2 separate regions of the Mus musculus genome follow, and region 2 is linked to region 1. A link is a contact called in public targeted proximity ligation data. All regions are on one chromosome and are shown on one strand. The core of a region is the stretch at or near the end of the contact, and the rest is flanking DNA. Distances in the headings are between cores, read along the strand shown. Region 1 overlaps Dtx4 (deltex 4, E3 ubiquitin ligase). Region 2 has its middle 34 kb from the start of Fam111a.

Evidence for each region.
Region 2: a targeted proximity ligation map of memory CD8 T cells shows a contact between it and region 1, with 331 read pairs. A contact is called at or near these places in 3 of 39 promoter capture datasets (frontonasal cranial neural crest, macrophages and pre-B cells), 3 of 484 Hi-C or Micro-C datasets (all in CD4 T cells), 5 of 130 datasets of targeted methods (CD8 T cells, the SCID.adh cell line, effector CD8 T cells and 1 more) and 1 of 9 other capture datasets (adipose tissue).

What each region holds. Positions count from the first base shown.
Region 1 is chr19:12,472,103-12,479,081 of GRCm38.p6, reverse strand. Dtx4 (deltex 4, E3 ubiquitin ligase) reads left to right here. Exons shown (of 9, transcript NM_172442.3): 7 at 795-956; 8 at 5,763-5,852. Among named protein-coding and RNA genes, the nearest start is that of Mpeg1, 15 kb to the right of the region's middle.
Region 2 is chr19:12,536,353-12,543,383 of GRCm38.p6, reverse strand. No RefSeq gene overlaps it. Among named protein-coding and RNA genes, the nearest start is that of Fam111a, 34 kb to the left of the region's middle.

The sequences.
Region 1 (6,979 bases), core at 2,227-4,726:
TCCTTAAGCCTGTATGTTCTTCAGTTCCCATTACCTAAAGGGGCTCTCATTTCCTTCCCAGGTAAAGCCAATTTATAACTGTTTTTAAGAACCATTTTCTTTCTTAAGAACCATTTTCTTAAAGCCAGTTTGGTTCTTTTCCAACACAGGACCCAACTATTTGTCTCTCCACGGATAGTATAAGCAGCACACTAGTATCATTTAGATAGGACATACTGAATATTTTCGTCATGCATCTCACCTAACTTTCACTAGCCCACTGAAAGAGGATTACATTTCTTGTTTTTACAAGGAAACGGAGACAGGTTGACTTGTCCACGGCTACACGGCAGAGCTGAGACTCAGGCCGGGCAGCTTTATGGTAGAGGTCCTACTCTGAACCCCTGCACTTCTCAGGCTTCCAGTCCTGACACAGTAGACTTGATGCGAGTCTGGGGCTTAGCAGTTGGTAAATTGCTGCTCTTGAGCCGTTACCATGTGTTGCATCCATGTGGGCATTGGCTAAACCACAATTCCCTGTGCTGGCTTCCTGCCCTAGTCAGCTCTTCCCCTCCAGGACAGAGGTGACTCATCTGTGTGCCTCAGTATGGAACATGGGTTATTCATGTCATTTTCTTCCTGTTATCTTAGAGAAAGCCAAAAAGGCTTAAGTAGCTAGAGAGGGTTCGGGTCTGTTATCCACTGGGTAAGTTTTCCCTCTTGAGACCATTTTCTCTGGTGCTTTAGGCGGGTTGAGGGGAAGGTCATGAACAAAGCAGCTTTCTAATCTGACTGTACTGGATTTGGCTTCCCAGGATGGGAGTTTACAGTGCCCAACATGTAAGACCATTTATGGCGTCAAGACAGGCACCCAGCCTCCAGGGAAGATGGAATACCACCTCATCCCCCACTCCTTGCCTGGCCATCCGGACTGCAAGACCATCCGGATCATCTACAGTATCCCCCCTGGCATTCAGGTGAGCCTGCCCGTGGATGCTTCCATTCATGATTTCAACTTGGAATGTGGGTAAAATGTTGTGCTAGGAGAAGCCTCCTTCCCATCTTTGTCCCCAGACTGTGCCTCCCCCTTCACTTCCATTGTTCCTTTTTCTCTGTGTCTTTCCAGCATCCCTTGTAGTACTCAGTGGAGATTGCATCCTCCCCTCCCAGTTTTGCACAAAAAGCCACATTTAGGCACATTGTTTCACACTCCAAATAACAATATGAACCTTAGGGGTTTTTTGTTCTATGTTAATAGAGAATGTCCTTATTCTTATGTCTGTGTAATAATCCATTGTATATATATTTAATTCAACATCTCCGTTTGCTGTCTATTTACATTGTTTGTAATCTTTTAGTACAACAGATAATGTTACAACTAATAACTAATAGTAGTCATGTGACCATGTCTGTAGAATAATTTTCTGGAAGTAGAATTTCTTGGTCAAACAGTTATTTGCATTTTTAACAATTTGATGGTTATGCTTGGCTTTGTCTTTACTGGCATTTCTTTTTTCTCTGGTGTTTGGAAGACTGTCAGCCCTCAAACAAATATGAATGATAATCCTAATGAATAAACGCAATGTAGCTCTTCCCTCACACAGTGTGGAGCCTTTCCTAGGTGTTGTAGGGTGCAGACCAGATTTAACCCTAAGCAAACATTGGTTTGCTCACGCTTCTTCACTCCCACCTGTGCCTTCTTGCTTGTCTTCTGTCTGACAAGTGTTTGCATGTGGGTTGTGCCCGGGTTTGGGTTAGGTACTGGTGAAACAGAGCTCAAATTGATTACATCTTTGAACCTCGAAGTCCCCGTTGTGGTGGGGCCAGGAGGATGGTAAAATAAATAATATAAATAGACAAAGTACTTCCAGAGCACGGCAAGTTATCAGAAAGTAAAGCAGCAACGTGTGATAGTCCATAAAACATGAGGTTTCTTCCTTGGGGCACTTGTAACCAGGCAGAGCAAGATAAATACCTCTCACTCCTCGTCTGGAGAACAGAAACGGATATGCACCACTGATGAAAGTTACACAGACAAAGGGACTTGCAGGGCTTCAAAGTCTTGTGACCCTGGTCCCACTTCCTGGCTGTCTTCAAGGTGCCTGCTTCCTTCTCCTAGCTTCAGATCTTTTTTTATTCTTCATCTGTGCTGCTGGGAATCTGCTAGGCAGAGGTCCAAGGAGTGGGAAAGTCCACCAGGAGCTTCCCAGGCACTATTAAGGTGCCCGGGACTTTGCTTCCTGCTATCTGATTGGCTGAGGTGTGGTAAGGAGGAGGAGGAGGAGGAGGAGGAGGAGGAGGAGGAGGAGGAGGAGGAGGAGGAGGAGGAGGAGGAGGAGGAGGTTATGTGTAGTCTGTCTGGAAGGTGGGAGGAGACTTTTCTGGTGCAAAGCATTCTCTAGTGAATCCCTGAGAGAAATACAGAATACACAGTTAGTTAGCTGCAGGAGAGACAACCGTGGAGAAAAATGCATGCTGAAGAACAGTAGAATTTATTCAGTTGGGAGGTTGGGGCCTGAGACTTGCAAAAGTCATGGAAGGAGGGGACATGATAAGGATATAGGGGGCAGGTCACAGAAGACGTTTAATGCTAGGGCCAGCGATGGGGACTTTGCTTAGGCTCTGAGGAGTCCCTGGAGATGATTGTCTGATTAGGATTACAAGACATGTAACGTGTAAATATGCTTTAAGAGGCCAGTATGACTTAAGAACGGGAGATGAGTGGAAATAAGTCTGCAGTAATATTTCAGGCTCCCGACTAAGGGGAAGACCAGGGTAAAAAAGTAAGATGTGCTTGGCTCAGCCCGGGAGAGACTTGTAGAGTGATTCTGGGGCAGCTGGCTGGAATGATACGGAAGAATGAAAATGTGGGAGTGGGCTGGCAAGATGGTTCACTGGTAAGGGCCCTGATAACTGAAAGCCAGTTCTGATAAACAGAGTTCAATCCCTGAAACCTGCATAGTGGAAGGAAAAGAACTGACTCCTTCATGTTGTCTTCTGATTTCCACACACGTACCAAACACACACGCACACACGCATACACACACACACACACTCGCACATGCACTCTCTAAATAAACAAGTGTTTTTAAAAATGAAAGAGAAAGCAAGAAAGCAAGAAGGAAAGAGTCCAGCAAGGGTCAAAGTAGAACCAAATATCAAGGTGGGGCATCTGTTGACAAGAAGGCCACATTTTATTTAAGCCTCTGGAGTTACCGGACATAGAGAGTCTTCTTTGTAAGTGTACGGAGGGGTCAATGCTGCCTATGCAGGGCCCTAGCACCTCTAGTAACACCCTGGCTTTTGAAAAGGAAACGCATCTCTAAATGGTCAGATGCTCTGCAGACTCACCAGGGTGAGTCAGTAGAAAAGTGTTCTGTGCTTGCTTTGTGAAGCTCCACGGATCACGGATCACGCAGGCCTGGGCTTTGGTGAGAAGCTGAGCTCGCCAAGCACTGCTTCCACTGCAGAAAGTGAGTCCCTGTGGGAGGAGCTCTGGGCCAGGCTGAGGCAGAGTCGTGACTGCTTCACCTGGCAACAGGCCCAGAACAAACGAGCAGCCTTACTGGGTTGGTGCCAGACCTGCTGAGCTGGAAACAGCCAGCAGCCCAGGGCATCAGCAAGGCAGCTGGAGGCATGGTCAGGCGTGGTCCCTCCATGAGGGTGCCTGGCTTGGAGATGTGTGGTCCTGAGGATGAGGCACCTTTGTAGAGATTTTGTCTGGCTGTTAAGTTATAACTCAGTCTTTCCATCCCAGAGAACATTAGTTTCTTTTAGTTCACAGTGACATTGTTCTATCTTTTAACATTTTTCTATGATCAAAATTTACTTTGTACATAAGTAGAATTCTCAAAGAATAAATAAAAATTATACTTTAAAATTTGAATAGTTTTTCTCTTTGGCAATTTTATACATGTGTACACTGAGTTTGTGCATTTTCAAATGCTTTTGCCCCCTCTCTTCTCCTTTCCTTCTTCCAAAACACTTTCCCCAATGATCCCTCTTTCTTTTCTTTTTGAGCCAGTGAATTCAATTTCATTCATTCATTCACTCGCTCACTCACTCACTACAAAGCCATGATGAGTTTATTGATCTGTGAGAGAGCTTGTACCAAGAGCTGCATAAAATTGTCAATATTATATTCTTTGCACTTACAAAGTAAAATCTTTAAACAAGGTTACAGTCTCAAGAGATGAGAGATATTCAAAATTATAGACAAGCATTTGTATGGGTGGAAAGCTGTTACATCAGTCTTCATAAACCATTCACCCCTTGGAGCCTGTGATAGCTCTGTCAGTATGACACAATTTAGTATCATACAGGAAGATAATCCCAATGATGGGTTCATGGGATTACTGGGGAATTTTCTTGATTCTATTAACTGGGGTGGGAGGACCTGCCCACTGTGAGTGGCATTATTCCTTAGGAATGGGGATCTGTAATGTGTAAGCGTGGAGACAACTAGTCTGTCATGCATGCATTAAATCATAGCTCTCTGCTCTTGACTGTGGGATGTGATTATCTGATTTGGGTTCCTGCCGCTTTGACTTCCCCACAAGAATGGACTATAACCTGGAATCATGAGCCAAATAAACTCCTTTCCCTTTCGGTTCTTCTTAGGGTATCTTACCATAATAGCAAGAAGTGAGACTAAGACGGACACCAATTGGGAGGCCTAGTATCTTGTGCCTTTTTGCTGTTGCTATAACAGAATCTCAGAGCTGAGTGATTTACAAAGAAATGAGGTTAATGTGGCTCATGATTCTGAAGGAGGGGGAATCCAGCAGTCATGTCTGGTTGCACTGGGCAAGGATCTCCTAGTGCCTCTCCTCATGGCAGCAAATAGGCAAACAGATGTGTTCAGAAGAGAGAGAACACAACAAGCAACCTTGCTCTGAAAGCAACAGGCTTTCATGACAACTAACCCGTTCCCTTGAGACCAAGATGAGAGCTCTCAGGAGAAGGCCTCATCGCCTCTTACATTTCTCAGCTGCCCACAAGCCTGCAGTGGAAGCCAAATTTCAGCAAGAGTTTTGGAGGGGACAAACAACACACAGTACCATGGTATCTGGGTTCCGGCTCAGCTCTGCTTGGATGTCTTTCCCACTCGGTGTCCTGAGACAGCTTGTGTCCTGGAGTGTTGTGTGATGATAACTGATGTGTCACGAGATTTTTTTTTTTTGTCCTGAACATTGCAATCTATATTGTTGAGTAAGGAAGCAAAAATCCATGAAAACAAAGGAGAAATACCACAAGAAATGTGCAGAAAATTCTCCCTGATTGACTTGGGGCTCAGAAAACTTTAATATTCTGAGTAGTTGACTTACAAGCTCATGCCTCAGGGAACCTGGGCTTAAGTTAGTTTTGGCAAAGTCAGTTAACATTTTTGCAGCCAGTTGACTTTGGTGGAGTGCACTCTTCATCGTTCATAAAAGAGTAGAATAGGTGGTGTTGGTACTGTGATGAGGAAATTTACTGTGCTTTTCCCAAATATGGGCACCAAGCTCCCTGAGTGTTGGTCACATCCCATAGGGTGAGTTTTCCAAGTCACTGTCACCAGAGAGGGGAATTCCATATGATCCAGCAGGGAGCTACAGCTGCAGTCCAAACACAGGTCACATGCTCTATGAGAACATAGACTGTGGTTTTCTGGCTTTTTTTTTTTTTTTTTGGTTTGTCCTTTGTCTGAACTCTGTGGCTGTTGTTATTGTCACACCAAAGCCTGTACTAACTTCTCATCAGAAATGTTTTGCAAGCTATCTTTGTTTTCTTTCTGCTTTCAGGGACCAGAGCATCCGAATCCTGGGAAGAGCTTCAGTGCCCGTGGCTTCCCACGACATTGTTACCTTCCAGACAGCGAGAAGGGGAGAAAAGTAAGAACAGATGTTTTGTAGTAGGCCTAGATGGGGCATTTAATGCTGTTTCTGCATCCCACGGACCACAAGGAACTTGTTTCTTTTAATTCTGTACATATGCAGTAATGAGGTCATATTTGAGTCAACCCTAGGTAAGAATAGATATCATTACAAGTTGTTTTGTCTGTCTGTCTGTCTCTCTCTCTCTCTCTCTCTCTCTCTCTGTGTCTCTCTCTCACTCACTCTCTGTCTCTCTCTCTCTGTCTCTCTCCCTCACTCACTCTCTGTCTCTCTGTCTCTGTCTCTGTCTCTGTCTCTCTCTCTTTCTCTCTGTTGCATGAGTATGATTTCTATGGCATTACATGCACTTATGTGCCACAGTGTGCACATGAAAGTCCAAGGACGACTTTCAGGAGTCAGTTCTCACCCTGCCCTCTTGTTTCTTGCTGCTGCATTGACTACTCCAGACTAGCTAGCCTGAGAGCCTCCAGGTGATTCTTCTGTGTCTACCTCCCATCTCCCCACAGGAGTGCCAGGATTACAGATGCGCATCACGGCATCTGACTTCTAACGTGGTTCTGGGGATCTGAATTCAGGCCATCAGACCTGCACATCGAGTACTTTCACTCACTGAGTCACCTCACCAGCCTGATTAGAATGTTTGTGCAGGTGGTTGGGAGTGGAGCAACTTTTTTTTTTCTTCTCAAAATCTTATTGGCAATAATTTACATACTCTAGGATCCTTATCTAGAGCCCTGTTATTTTAAGGCTGGTCCTGGGGAAATACCAGTGTTAACTCCTAAGAGCTTTATAGAAACTCAGAACTGGAAATTGTTTTATCTTCTGAGGATCCCTGGTTGACCTGATCTGAACACACACCAAAGCATACGCCAAATGTTCTGGGATCCTAATTGGTGGGAAATTATTTTATTTGTTTTCAGGATTCCTTGTAATTCACGATCAGGGTTCTAAATTGTGTAGTTGAAGTAACTGGGCTTTCAGAATCTTGCCTGATGCTAAGAGGGTGAAAAACCACTTGTCTAGGGGAAGTGTTGGGGAAATGAAAGAGGCAAGATTTAGTCAGCTTCCTTTCCAGATCTGAGAAGTTTACTCAACAAATGTCTGCCTTTCTGCATCGCATGTTA
Region 2 (7,031 bases), core at 239-2,738, 66 kb before region 1:
TCTTTGAACCCAGAAAGCGGGTGGGTGGAGGAATGTCGCTATCTGTTTTATGATTAGCATACCTTGGAGCATTGAGTCACAAAGGTCACATTCACAAGCCTGGGCCTAAAGGCCTAGAATTTTGTTTTTACGTTTTACTTTTTCAGAGATCAGTTGAGACAAACCTGTGCACCCATGTGCTATAATGCTTTAAGTGGGAAGTACAGCTCTGTCTGCAGCCAAAGTGAACTGCAGTAATCATTTCTTCAGCAGTGCTTGAAGGAGACCCATGCTAATTTTTTGAAAGCAATTTCTGTGAAACCATCTTGGCCACGTCATGAAAATGCCTCCTGAGATTTTTCCATCATAATTGAGATTTTACTTTATTTTAAAATTTTGTATGTGTGAGTGTTTGCCTGGATTTATGCTTGTGTACTGTGTGTATTCAGTGCCTGGAGGGGTCAGAAGAGGACATTGGATCTCCTGGAACTGAAGTCACAGACACTTGTGAGCCACTATGTAGGTGCTGGGGAATAAACCTCTGCATCTGGTAGGCTATTTTTCCAGCCCCACAGCGTTTTGTTGAGTGTCACAGAGTAAGTGCTGTATTCGGATTTCTTTCTCAGGCATGTGCGTAGGAAGCAGCTCCACTCACATAGGTGGCTACTTCATCCGTACGACTATTCACCAACTGTTTCCATCAACACAAATGTGTTATCGTAGGAATGTTCTACCATGGACTAGAAAGGTGAAAAACCTCTTGATTTTCCAGTAGGTTCCTCAAAAATCCAACCAACCTTCAATAGAAAACATAAAGAACACTGTGCAAAACAAGATTACCTCACCCTTTGTTTCAAAATCTTAAATTTCCTGTAATCCACAAATCTTGACTCTGCTACTAAATGCTAACCAATCTCCCGCAGCAAACCAGAAGTCAGCACGTCAGAGTCTTGCTCAGCTCAGCTTGATCTTTCTCCCTCACTCTCTCCTAAGAATCTCTCCTAAGATTTCATGAAGTGATTGTTTTAACTACCCCAAGGGCAATAAACTGAACTTTATTTAACACCAGATTTCTGGGAGCCCCCATTTGGGTTAGCAACCAGCTAGAACCAGTACAGGGCTCTAAGGTCTTCTCTGCAGGTGTTCTCTGCCCTGGAGGGGATCAAAAGAGGTTGTAATAGTTTCTGTTTTCTTTAATTGTGCTTGTCAAAAGCTGAATAAAATGGGCAAATTTACTTTTTAAGGATTTTTATTTCTTTTGGTTTGGTTTTGGGGTTTTTAAACTGGGTCTCTCTATTGTATAGCCCTAGCAGACCTAGAGCTTGCTATATAGACCTGACTGTTCTTGAACTCACAGAAAACCACCCGGCTCTGTCTCCTGAGAGCTGGGATTAAAAGGGTACACCTGCTACAGAAGACTGTTTTATTATATGATTACATTTTGAAGTGCTTTTATGTGTGACAGATAAGATCTGCCCCTTGTTAGCCACCCAGGAAACAGCCCATCCCCCCTCTTCAACTGTCAAAGAAGCAGAGAATGGGGCAAATGTAAATGCTGAAAGGTGTTGGGAGGGTGAGCAGAGAAATTGAAACAGAGAGAGAAATCAGTGAAGCTAGGAAGCTTTAAGCATCTTTAAGATTGGTCAGGAAATGGTTGGGGAGGGAGGCTAGGAGGGAGTAAACTAGAAGTAAGGGGGTGGGGCAGAGGAGGATGTAAATGAAGAGGGGTAAGGACGACTGGGAAGGAAGAGGGAAGGTTTGGAAGAGTAATGAAACTCAGTTTGAGAGCTAGTGCTCCCTCCTTCTTAAAAGTCAGAAATAAAATGGAGAAAAAGAAACTTAAGGTGGGAATGGCATAAAACAAACCAGTTGGCCAGAGATTAATTTTCTAAGGGTGTAGCTTCCTTTCACCCACCCTCTCTTCTCCTTTGCCTTGCTCCCTTACCTACTCAGACCTTCCTTGAGTGCGTTCTCATTGACCAGACTATGTCTCTGAGAGATGCTTAATTGATTACTCCTCATAGAAGAGCTGACCTGAGTCAGGGGCTGGGTTTGCTGGCTGAGAGCAATATGTGCAGCAGGTATGTAAGTGCAGAGACTACACAGGTACTTTCCAGGGTGGACAAGGGCTTGGCAGCACTAGAACCCCTGGGCTGGAAAGGACAGAAGTGCCATTCATTTGGAGGACCAGGAAAGCATAAGTTTGTTTTCAGTGGCTGCTTCTTGTCCCACTGTGTCCTGGAGGCAGCAATGTGGTGGGTTAGGACAAGGTGTCTGTTATCTGTTTATCTTGTTTCTTCTCTTTTTTTTTATTAGATATTTTCTTTATTTACATTTCAAATGTTATCAGCTTTCTCAGTTTCCTCTTATCTTGTTTCTTAAAACTCTGGCTGAGGAAATCGAAACAGAGAGAGAAATCAGTCAAGCTAGTAAGCTTTCAGCATCTTTAAGATTGGTCAAGAAATGGGGGTGGGGGTGTAAGAGGGCGTAAAAAAGAACTAAGGGGGGTAGGGCAGAGGATGTAAATGAAGAGGGGTAAGGAAGACAGGAAAGAAAGAGAAAAGGGAAATGAGAAATTAAAGGGTAATTGGCTGCGGTGGTGAAAAGTGGGGCCAGGAGACTGGTCAGGGAACCCTCCACAGGCTCCATTACTTTGTGACTTCACTGAAGAAGAGGCAGCAACTCCTGTATTAAGGTCAGTGGAATCCTAGCTCCTCCTGGATTGGCTTAGGATAGCTGCAAGCATTGAATATTTTGCTATAACATGATTCTGTCTGGATAGGGGAAAAGCTAGGAGGTGGGGAAATGGATACAGAGTAGATTCTTAACCTCTTAACTCTTGCTAAAACACTTGCAAAGGAACTGGAAAATTCATGTTGTTGTCTGTGGGAGAGGGAGTCCAACAGAGATGGCCACTCAGACACTGTCTATAGCCAATTGAAAGTCTTTATTCCAACTGGCTGAGAGTAGTCGGGGGCCCAAGTATAACATCCCTGAGCATTTAGACTAAGGGGATTTTAAAGGCAAAAATCACAGCCTGCTATCTTGCTCAGCAAGAATTTTCTATAGGATTCTTTCAAGGAGATCAAATTGGAGTTAAACCTAAAATAACCTCAGCAAGAATATAAGATGATGGAACCTCTGCCTTGTCTTGCCCTGTCTCCTCTGCTCAGTTCATTTTCCTAAGTGTAACCCCCAAGTTCACTAACAGATTGAGAAATAAATCCGTGGCCTCAGAAATACTATGACACAGTCCAGTTCCTCATGTGCTTTCCAATTTTCATTTCCCCAGAACTTCCACTGTTCTAAGAGTGTCCCTAGTTAAGTCTTAGTATTGATAACAGTATCAATAACAGTAATATTCCCTAATCAATCTGTCACAGGCAGTCATTGCCTGAAGCCATTGCCTGCATATTGTTTGTTTATTTGTTTTGCTTTGTTTTGTTTTGTTTCAAGACAGGTTTCTTCTGTGTTGCCCTTGGATGTCCTGGAACTTGCTTTGTAGATCAGGCCTCAAACTCACAGAGACCTGTCTGACTCTGTCTCCTGAGCACTGGGATTAAAGGTATGTGTTACCATACCCAGCTTGCATGATGTATTTTTAATCTTCACAATAGTTGATGGTGAGTCTATGCCATGCCTTTTGGGGTGAAAAAGAGGTGGAAAATAAATAACATGCTCAAGACCATATAGCTGTGAGTGAAGTCTGAGGTGATCCTAGACTCATGGGCACTCACTCTTCTGGACATATCACCATAGGATATATTTGTCTCATTTACAGTTGCTGCTGCTTTTTGCAAACAGGAAACTAGGTCCAGAGAGGCTACATAGATTTCCATTGTAGCTTAGTAGCAGTAGTTATTGGCAGAAATCTAGGGCTCAGATTCTACAACAGAAGGGTTAAGATCATGGATATAGTCTTTGAATGGCTCCCACTCAGCTTAGTGTATCACTTAAACAATAATGTGAAGAAGCAACCCATGGGTGACAGTTCCAGAGACAATTTCCATGTTCTTTTCAATAGACTAATAATTTTATGATTAAAGACTATGAAAGTGCACAATTACATCATGTTAGTGGTAGCTGGCTTATAATCCCTCACTGAGTATGATTACAAGATCAGGCTGCCTGGGAAGAGCCCTCTTTAAAAGAATAGGGTTAGTCTGCAGTTAAATGCATGAACTTGCTGCTCTTACAGAGGTGATAAATTCAGTTCCCAGCAATAGTGGTTCACAACCCCCTGAATCTCAAGTTTGAGGGAATTGAGCACCCTTCTCTTGGTTACCATGGGCCTTTCATTTACATGGTGCAATGCCCACACACACACAAGCACATAAAATTAATAAAGAAATAAAAAATAGTTAATGAAAAATGATTTTTATATCTCTGTTTATTTTTATTTGAGTAAATAAATCGGCATTGTGACTATAGAAGATAAGGTCCTTAACTTCTAGAGATAGAAAGTGACTTAGGCTTAAAATGGCATCTAGAATAAAAGACAATGTAAATTTGCTGCCGGGAGACCTCCTGGGTCATCATACCAAGGCTGGTTCAGAGTTAGAGGTAAAAGTTCAGAAGGTATTTTAGGAAAATCAGAAGTCTTTGAAATCGGGGTACAAGCTCTGCAACCATAGCTTCTGGGCTTGAATAGAAAGGGTTAATATTCACGGAGGACTCATTGCTGTCAGCAGTGGCTTCTTCATACTCTGGGGGTGGAACCAGATTTAGCTGCTGGCTTTGCTGCTGAGGTGGTTGAAAGCCACCATGGGGTTGGATCAGGAGAGTCTTCATCCTGTGAGAAAACGCAAGCATACCTCGACCAGCAGTTAACAGTACACTGGGGCCTTTTCCACAATGATTGACCACAAGAAGGGGATGTTGGAGAATATGATGTGGAAGCTATAGTTAAATTTTCTTTTTTATAATTTAGTAATATGTCCCTCTAAAGTCTGATAATCTCTTTCCATAATAGATTGTCCTTATGGGTTATATGGAATATCTATAAGAATCAAAGAGGTGAGTACAGAGAGGGTAAATAAATCTATTCAAGTAGCATGTTTTACTAGAGGCATCTAGTGGGACTATGAGGAGTGGATACAACAACCAAATTGCAAGATTGTGTGTAATTAATTTGCTTTAATTGTTGGCTTGAAATTTCTTTTTGTACCTATTGTAGAGCTTATTTTGTCTCGTGAAAGTTTATATCCCTAAAAGTTTTTGAAAATTATTTAATGTTATGAGCTTATCCAGCCTTAATTCTTAAGGATAGTCTTATAGGAGCCTTCACTTTCCTGATTTTTTTAAAATAACAAATATATGGATATTCCAGGGACTGTTGTAAAGTTCTATATGTTCCAGTTGTAATTGTTCATTAACCAGAGCTGTAACTGCTTGTATCTTTTCTATAGCCAGGAGCCATTGTCGACTCAAAGAGGAGGCTTAGATTTCTAAATAATGGATGGGGTCAGCAGCCAGTTCAACAGTGGATCCTAGGAAAAAACTTTGATCAAAACCTAATCCCTCTCTGTTATTTCATTTAGGTTGTATGGGTTCTGTAATACCTTGACGATTTTTTTCTTAGTCTCATACTGGGAACAGGTTTCATTTGTATCACTTGAGAGGCAACTTAATAATTTGGAATTATTAAAGGAACCCCCATCTATTCCAAAATGTTTCTTCCCTATAATATGAAAGGTAAAGATAGAATCACATAGGGACAAAAAGAACCAGAAGACTCTTCATATGGCATTGTTAAAAATCTCAGCATTTTTTTTGCCACATTGGCAGTTTGTCTTAAGTGAACGAAAGTTGATGGGGTACTTTGAGATTGCTAAGAGGAGGGCCAGCCTTTTCCAGTGATACAAGATATATCAGCTCTTGTATCTATAAGACTTTCAGCAGCTTTACCCTGTACCTTTAAATTTTCATGAAACCTGAGTTTTTATCTTCCTGTATTTAGAGTGCCATATAATTAGGATAAGATTAAGGAAGCAAAAGCAATTGTGCAACCCAAACTCTTTGTCCCAGATGTACAGTTTTAGTGTGTGTGTGTGTGTGGGGGGGGGGGGGTAAAGCATAACCTTAATCTCTCCCATACAATTTGAATCAATTACCCCTGGAATGACCTGAATTCTTTGTAGAGAGATTGAACTTCTTCCTTGAATAAGACCCATATATCCTGGAGGCAGAGAGACACACCCACAGTGGGTATATAAATTATGAGAAAATCTGAGGTTAATATTACTGAGGTGGTAGAACTAAGGCCCAATCCTGTAAATATTGCTTTTATTTCCTCACATGAAGTGATGAGATGAGAGCCATACCAAAGCTATTTTAAGACACTTTTCCTTATTTGTTCTAACTATTTGAGGCCTAGGCCTGGAAGCTTCAAGCCTCTTTACAATCCAATCTTCCAATATGACTAAGTCAACTGCTTTGACTGAATTGCTCTGCCTGGCCTAAAGCAAACTTTGGCAATAAGTTCAAAATCTTCCAGCTCCTTCTCTTTCTGTAGCTTGTTCTCTCTTCACCTATGCCTAGCTTGTTCTCTCTGCAATCTATCTCTGTAAACAACTGTCCCAGTAAAATTTACACATACATACACACACACACCATCTCTCTCTCTCTCTCTCTCTCTCTCCCTCTCTCTCTCTCTCTCTCTCTTTCTGTCTCTCTCTCTCTCTCCCTCTCTCTCCCTTTAAGTAGCCTCTCTTTCCTTTGCCATTCTTGTGTGAGTTGGGCATAACCTATCTCTGACTCATTCTGTCAAATCTTTCACTAACTCTTCACTTTGTCTACCCATCAATTAGAAGTCACTTTCCAACACGACTGCTTCCTTCTACAAAGTAACCTTACCTTCAATGTTAGGGATTAAAGGTGCATACTGAGAGTGTGCCTGTATTCCAGCCAAATCATACCATAGTTGAGGTAGTGTCTGCATTCTGGCCGCATCATATATACCTAAAAGATCGTTGGATGTGATCCCTTGCCACAGTAGCCATGTTTCTGGATTAAAATTCCTCTACATAATCCTGAACTGCCTGGGGTAGAGC